2 separate regions of the Gossypium hirsutum genome follow, and region 2 is linked to region 1. The links are chromatin contacts, called in public Hi-C maps. All regions are on one chromosome and are shown on one strand. The core of a region is the stretch at or near the end of the contact, and the rest is flanking DNA. Distances in the headings are between cores, read along the strand shown.

Region 1 (3,284 bases), core at 400-2,899:
TCGCTTATGTGATTCCTTATGCCAGCTTTTGCACTTACTTTACCTGGATTACCGATCCATGGCATCCTATTCTTATGGTACCAAATTTGGTCCCAACCGTCACCCAGTTCTGCCATCCGGCTCCAACTGTCCCGAAGTAGATGGTTCACAATATCGTTGTCATGATCTCTACACACTGTGGCACAAATTCTGAATTTGCATTCCACGTCCAACAAGGACAAATTATGCATCCCATGCTCATGGTACTAAATTTGGTCCCAACTGTCATCCAGTTCTGCCATCCGGCTCCAACTGTCCCTAAGTAGATAGTCCACAATATCGTTGTCATGATCTCTACACACTGGCACAAATTCTGAATTTGCATTCCACGTCCAGCAAGGACATTATTTCGCCGATAGCATGTCATTAGATGATAATGGGCAATATTCTTGTACCTGTAAATTTTGCACTTAATTGCAGCCCAATGCTTAGTTTTTTTGTTTATGGTTTGAACAAAGAACAAGATATAACAGAAAAGAAATTCGATTTTTTATTAATCAAACCATTAAAAAGCTACAACTTGATCACCGAATCAATCATATGTGGATAAACACAAATATCAAATCTTCAATATATGAATGGGATCACAGCTTTTCTGTCTTTGGGATAATCGTCCTTAAACTTCTCCAAATACCAAAGCCGGGTGGCACGAGCTCTAGGCATCAGGTTGGCACAAGTGTAGAGAAAGAAGCCAAAACCCACCCAAGACCATGTCATTAACGCCCACCCAAACCACTCCATAATCTCCCCAAAATAGTTGGGGCAACTCACCAACTCAAACAGCCCTCCTCTTGGGATCTTATATCCACCATCACCTTGTTTCTTCAGTCCCACCAACACTTTATCAGCCCAAACATTCACCCACATACCAACTACAAAAATTAACAATCCACCAAGAAACCTCCACCAAAACAGCTCCTCATTTTCATAGTCGTCCTTATAGTGCGACACCCACCTGGCTTGCAAATAACCGTTCAAAAGATTAAACCCAAACGCCATAAAAGCTACACTCACCGGAAAAGCCCTGGTTTGGGTGGTGTTCCTGGAGAGGCGAAGAGGGTAAAGGACGGTGCGGTTGAAGTAGTGAAAGAGAAAGGGGGAGATAAGAAGGAATGATTTAGGGTTGTAGAAATGTTGGCCGGAGGGAAAGAGAAAGAAAGTGAGCCAGAGGGTGGGACTTTCCATGAGGAACCAAGCCAAAGGTGGAGAGATGGTAGGACCCCAACCAGGGCGGTTGTGCTTGCCGTAAGGGGCTTGGAGGAAGTAAAGGCTGATCCATGTTGGTAAGGCGATTATGTAAAGTGTGAGGAGGCAGCAGTGAAAAAGGGTCTGATCGGAGGCCATTTTCTTGTCTTCTCTTTTCTATGTTGAAGATGAGAAAGAAGGATCTGAATCCCAGGTACTGCTACTTAATAAGTGTGAGTACAACTTTTCGGTACTTCGGCTGCCTTACCTATTTGTCCCTCTACCTACACCAATTACTATCACTTAAGGCTAACTTTGCAATTTAATACTGTTTTTCGGTAATAGTATTATCATTCTTTTTCATTTAAAAATTTAAGTAAATTGATTTCTCTAACATCTAAGATTAAAGAGTAAATTAAATTTTTTTGTTGTTAAAAATTTCATTCATCTAATTTTATTGTTAAAAATCGATATGTATATATTTATATGGTAATTAGTTATTTCGTTATCCACGTTAGTTTTAACAGTAAAAATGAATAAATTTTTAATTAAAATAACTAATTTACTCTTTGATTTAATAGATAACGACTGATTTGCTCATTTTTTAGCAAAGGGACAAACTGTAATTTGATTTCTAATGCTTTTTCAAGAAAAAAATATTTTTGAAAAATGTAATTTGTAAATTCATTTTAGTATAATCACATTTGAGTCAAGGTAGTATTCAGGTAAAACTTTCAACAATAACGATTTTAAGATTCAAGCAAATTCAAATCGCGTGCCTCGGAAAGTGCACTATAATTTCTTCTAACCACTTGTTAGTAATGTAGGTTGTTAATTTTGGGGTTTCACATTGCTCTAAAAAATTATTGTGAAAAATTAAAATATTTATTTTAAACACGATATTAGAATAAAAAACAATTTAACTTATGTTATATTTAAATAATTTAATAAATTAATAGATGAAATATATAAATTATTTATAAAATTTAATTTAAACGTATAAACCATAATATTTGTAAGCTCACATATGAGTGGTAAGTTATAACTTCAAAAAACAGAAAAAGTGGTTGCTACGAAATTAAATGGAATAGAAAATGTTGTAATTACTTCCATTAAAGCCAAATAGAAAGTATTTGGGAAAGAATAAATTGAGTGCTTTCATAATTTTATATCTAAAATCCAAAAGGATATATTTTTTAAAACTTTGGTGCTAAAATATTTTTAGTTCCAAGTCTTAACCTTGATTAATATTATTGCAATATAAAAGTGGATTAATAAATTAAATATTTATTTATTTCTAATATTACTCATAATATCTCCCAACTTTTAAATAAGAGAATAATGTGTTTCGGCACACTTGAACATATGTCCTTCTGTATAACGGATAATAATATTGGATAACCTTGAATAAAATTTTTAAATTTAGTATTGCAAATGAATCAAAACCAAATAATAAAGATAAAAGACAGAAAAAAATCATATAAATTATGAATTTTAAGGAGGCCGGGCGAAGGGTATTGAATTGAGTTTAGATAATGAATTTTGTGAATCAAACCCACCTAATTGGAATTATTAAATTTAATATAAAAATATTAATATTTTAAACTATTGAAAAATCCAAAATATGGTTGATGAAGAAAAATAAAAAATTTCATGACGCTAAGTTAATCTAATCCTTGACTAATACGCGTATTACCAATAATACGCGTATTACCGGCTGTATTCCGTCGTTTGGTTTGATGTATTGGTAATACGTGTGTAATCCATTACCTTTCTAATCGGTGAAAACCACCGATTTCTATTCCCCCTCTTTTGCCCAGATTAGCTACCGATTCAGCATCACCTCCCTGATTTACCCTCCCCTGATCCCCTTTGTTTCTCTTCTGTTCCTTCATCTGATTTCCTTCCTTGTTTCTTTGCTTTTCTTTTCTGCCGATTTGCTCCATCCGTTTCTTTTCTTTTCTTTTTCTCTCTGCCACTCTTTCGATTGCCTTCTCAACCAGTCGACCTTTTTCTTTTCTTGTTCTCTCTGTCACTCTTTCGATTGCTCTCAGTTGGTG
Region 2 (3,284 bases), core at 576-3,075, 150 kb after region 1:
ATACAACTTGTGGGCTATGCTAAAGATGATTGGTGTAATATGTGATGTGCATGGCATGTTTAATAGCCCAATATTCTCCACCATTGTATGCAAACCTATAACATGATACTTTTCAATGTTCTTTGGATTTGTCAAAATTTCTTGGACAACTCAAACTATCATAAACCCAATCAAATTAATGCCACTTGATACAAGAGAAGCATATAAATGATGTGCACATGTTAAAAACATTATTATGCACACTTGCTTCAATTAGTAGTATGATAGTAATCTCTTCCACCTAGTATGATATCTACACAAATTGTAAAAGTAATAAAAGTGATGCATTTAAATTCAATTATGAGGTAATATTGATTATAGTAAATAAATATCATTATAACACATATATTACTAAAATATTTGATTCAATATCAATGATAATCGTATTGCTATAATATTGTTCTTCTAGTAAGGTGTATGGTCACGATAGTCAGGACACCTACTAAAATATGAAATGATAGTACTTAATCATTTAGAATATAATTAATTTATAACATATGTCGCGAATTTTATGTTTTAACAAGAGAGAAACTAAGATTTTGAAAGGCATAGAAGCGCAATCCATGATATTCGACATCTAACATGATTATAAAATCATAAATGAGTCATTTTCTTCATTGTTCCCTATTTTACATGCTTTACATGATGCCTTATAATAGGCATGTCAAAAAAACAGACCCTCAATTGTACGTATTCGCCATTTTAAAATTATATAATAATAGGAGATACATGGTATGAACTAAGTTGTCAGATTATTCTGACATCATCACACCTTTAATCAAGTGAAGAATGTAAGTTCTAGCATGATGTTCAATATCTTCAAGTGTTGGATTCATTGGGAGATGCTTAAATCATCTATTTTACCATTTGACCTTAACTCGAAGTCTAAAGAAATCAGACTTATGGTTAGTAATGTCACATCTTCTAGTGTTATTGTTACTTCTTGTATAGGAGATAAAATGTATGAGTCTCTGGTCTTTATTAGTCAATCAGAGGGAGATGAATGTCGAAATGGACATAGCTTTCCCAAGGCTATCATGATTGAAATCAATGGCTCTTAAGTGACGAATGATTCTACTATCAAATGGATTTACTCCCATATTACTATGACAATGAACCATTAGGGAATCCTCCATTGTTGTAAAATTTTGAGTGACATATCATGGTATGATTGAAAACATCTATTTAGAAAATCTTAAGTATGTATCATAGTATAAAATGTATAAGAGGAATATTTTGGGTTTTCTAAAAATAACTAACGAGTTGGATGGAATATTTATAGGTTTTAAGGTTAGGTTCATTTAGAAGTTTTTTTTAAAGAGGTGGTGAAGTGTATTCAAAGTTTCATTTCTCTTTTCAGATACTCGGATATAAATTACTATTTACATATATAAATTACTATTTAAGGCATGTCAACGTGACACTTTGAGATTATTTCACGTCGTTACTTGGATTTTTTTATTTTTTAATTATATATATTTTAAATTTTTAAGTGATGACATTGTTAAATCTAAGAGTGTCATGTCGTCATATCTCAACAAAATCCAAGTTTAGGGATCAAATTGAAAAAAGTTACCAAGTTCTGGGACTAATGTGGACCAAAAATAGTTTAAGGACCAAGTTGTAAGAATAGTAAAATATAGGGACTAAAAATTTCTTTATCCCTTTTAATTAATTATTTTACAATATTTAAGTGAAAACCCCTAATTAAAGTATATGTGTCATGGGTCACTCGCCTAGATTTTCTTTTATTTATTTATGTCTTTTTCTTTTTACTATTTATCTTTATTTTCTATTTTTTTCCCGTTACTACCATCATTCTGTTTTCTCTTTCTTTCTTCTCACTGTCTGTTGGAGCTAAGGCCCAATCCCAGAGGGAAAGGGGAAACCAAATTAAACAAAAACTAATTTCACTTACATTTTATTTTTTATTTTTATATTTTATTAATTTTCTCTGACTGAAGCTACTAATATGAGAAGAGCGCTCCTCTCATGCCACTACCGGTTATGAATCCCAACGTGGAGCCACCACTTCCTGGGTTAGCACCGCCGCCACAACCGTCTCAGCCTCACCGTCCTTCTACCTCCTGTGACCGCCATCCTCAAGAGCATTTTACTGGCTTTTGCCCCTCATGCCTCTACGAACGTCTCGCTGTTCTCGAGCCTTCTTCTTCTTCTGCTTCTTCTTCTTCTCGGAAACCTCCCATCGCCGCCAGTACTTCAACCGCCACTGCTGCACTTAAAGCCATTTTCAAGCCTTCCGGAGGAGGTGGTACACAATCCGGGTTTTTTCCCGAGCTCCGGCGAACAAAGTCCTTTTCGGCCTCGAAAAACGAGGGTTTCTCTGGTGTTTTTGAGCCCCAGAGAAAATCTTGTGACGTTAGGGCTCGAAACACCCTTTGGTCACTCTTTCATCAAGAAGCAACTGCAAACGGGAGGTCTTCTGAAGTTGCTGAAGCTGAAGCTCGAAATTTGGCTTCTTCGACTGTTGGTCAAGGTCCTGTTTTTGAAAGTAAAGAAGAAGACCAAACTGAGACTGAAACCGATCACAATGACGACATAGTGATCGTAGAAGAACAACCGCCCAATGTGGCTGCTCCTGCTACTAATTTGATAGAAGAGAAAGTTGAAGAAATTGTGGAAGAATACGAAAAGGAACTGTGCCAAGAAGAGGAGCTGAAGCCCATGAAGGATCATATAGATCTTGATTCGCAAACAAAGAACGCTTCTGGACGAGATCTCAAAGAGATTGCTGGGAGTTTCTGGTCGGCTGCTTCAGTCTTCAGCAAGAAATTACAAAAATGGAGGCAAAAACAAAAACTTAAAAAGAGGGGAAATGGATGTGGGTCAGCGAGATTGCCAGTGGAGAAGCCCATAGGGAGACAATACAGAGAAACCCAGTCAGAAATTGCGGATTATGGGTTCGGGAGAAGGTCTTGTGATACAGACCCAAGGTTTTCCCTTGATGCTGGGAGGATGTCATTTGATGCACCAAGGATGTCTTTTGATGCAGCAAGAATGTCATGTGATGATCCCAGATATTCTTTTGATGAACCAAGAGCTTCCTGCGATGGATATCTGATGGGGAGAATGTTCCCAAGAATGCCCACAATGGTTTCCGTTGCGGAAGATGCTCCAGTTCATCATGTTATGAGGTCTGATACTCAGATCCCTGTGGAGGACCCGACGGCTATGAATTCTGTTACTGAGGAGGATGAAACGCTTCCTGGAGGGTCAGCTCAAAC

Evidence for each region. A called contact is a pair of places that touch in the nucleus more often than the background predicts.
Region 2: a Hi-C map of leaf shows a contact between it and region 1, with 3 times the contacts expected there. The contact joins the promoter of LOC107899040 here to the promoter of LOC107899037 in region 1. A contact is called at or near these places in 6 of 34 Hi-C or Micro-C datasets (callus, hypocotyl and leaf).

The regions. Positions count from the first base shown.
Region 1 is chrD04:46,980,330-46,983,613 of Gossypium_hirsutum_v2.1, forward strand. LOC107899037 (steroid 5-alpha-reductase DET2-like) reads right to left here and starts at 1,650. Exons shown (of 1, transcript XM_016824633.2): 1 at 507-1,650. The coding sequence starts at 1,383. The coding sequence ends at 607.
Region 2 is chrD04:47,126,198-47,129,481 of Gossypium_hirsutum_v2.1, forward strand. LOC107899040 (protein OCTOPUS) reads left to right here and starts at 1,826. Exons shown (of 1, transcript XM_016824638.2): 1 at 1,826-3,284. The coding sequence starts at 2,032.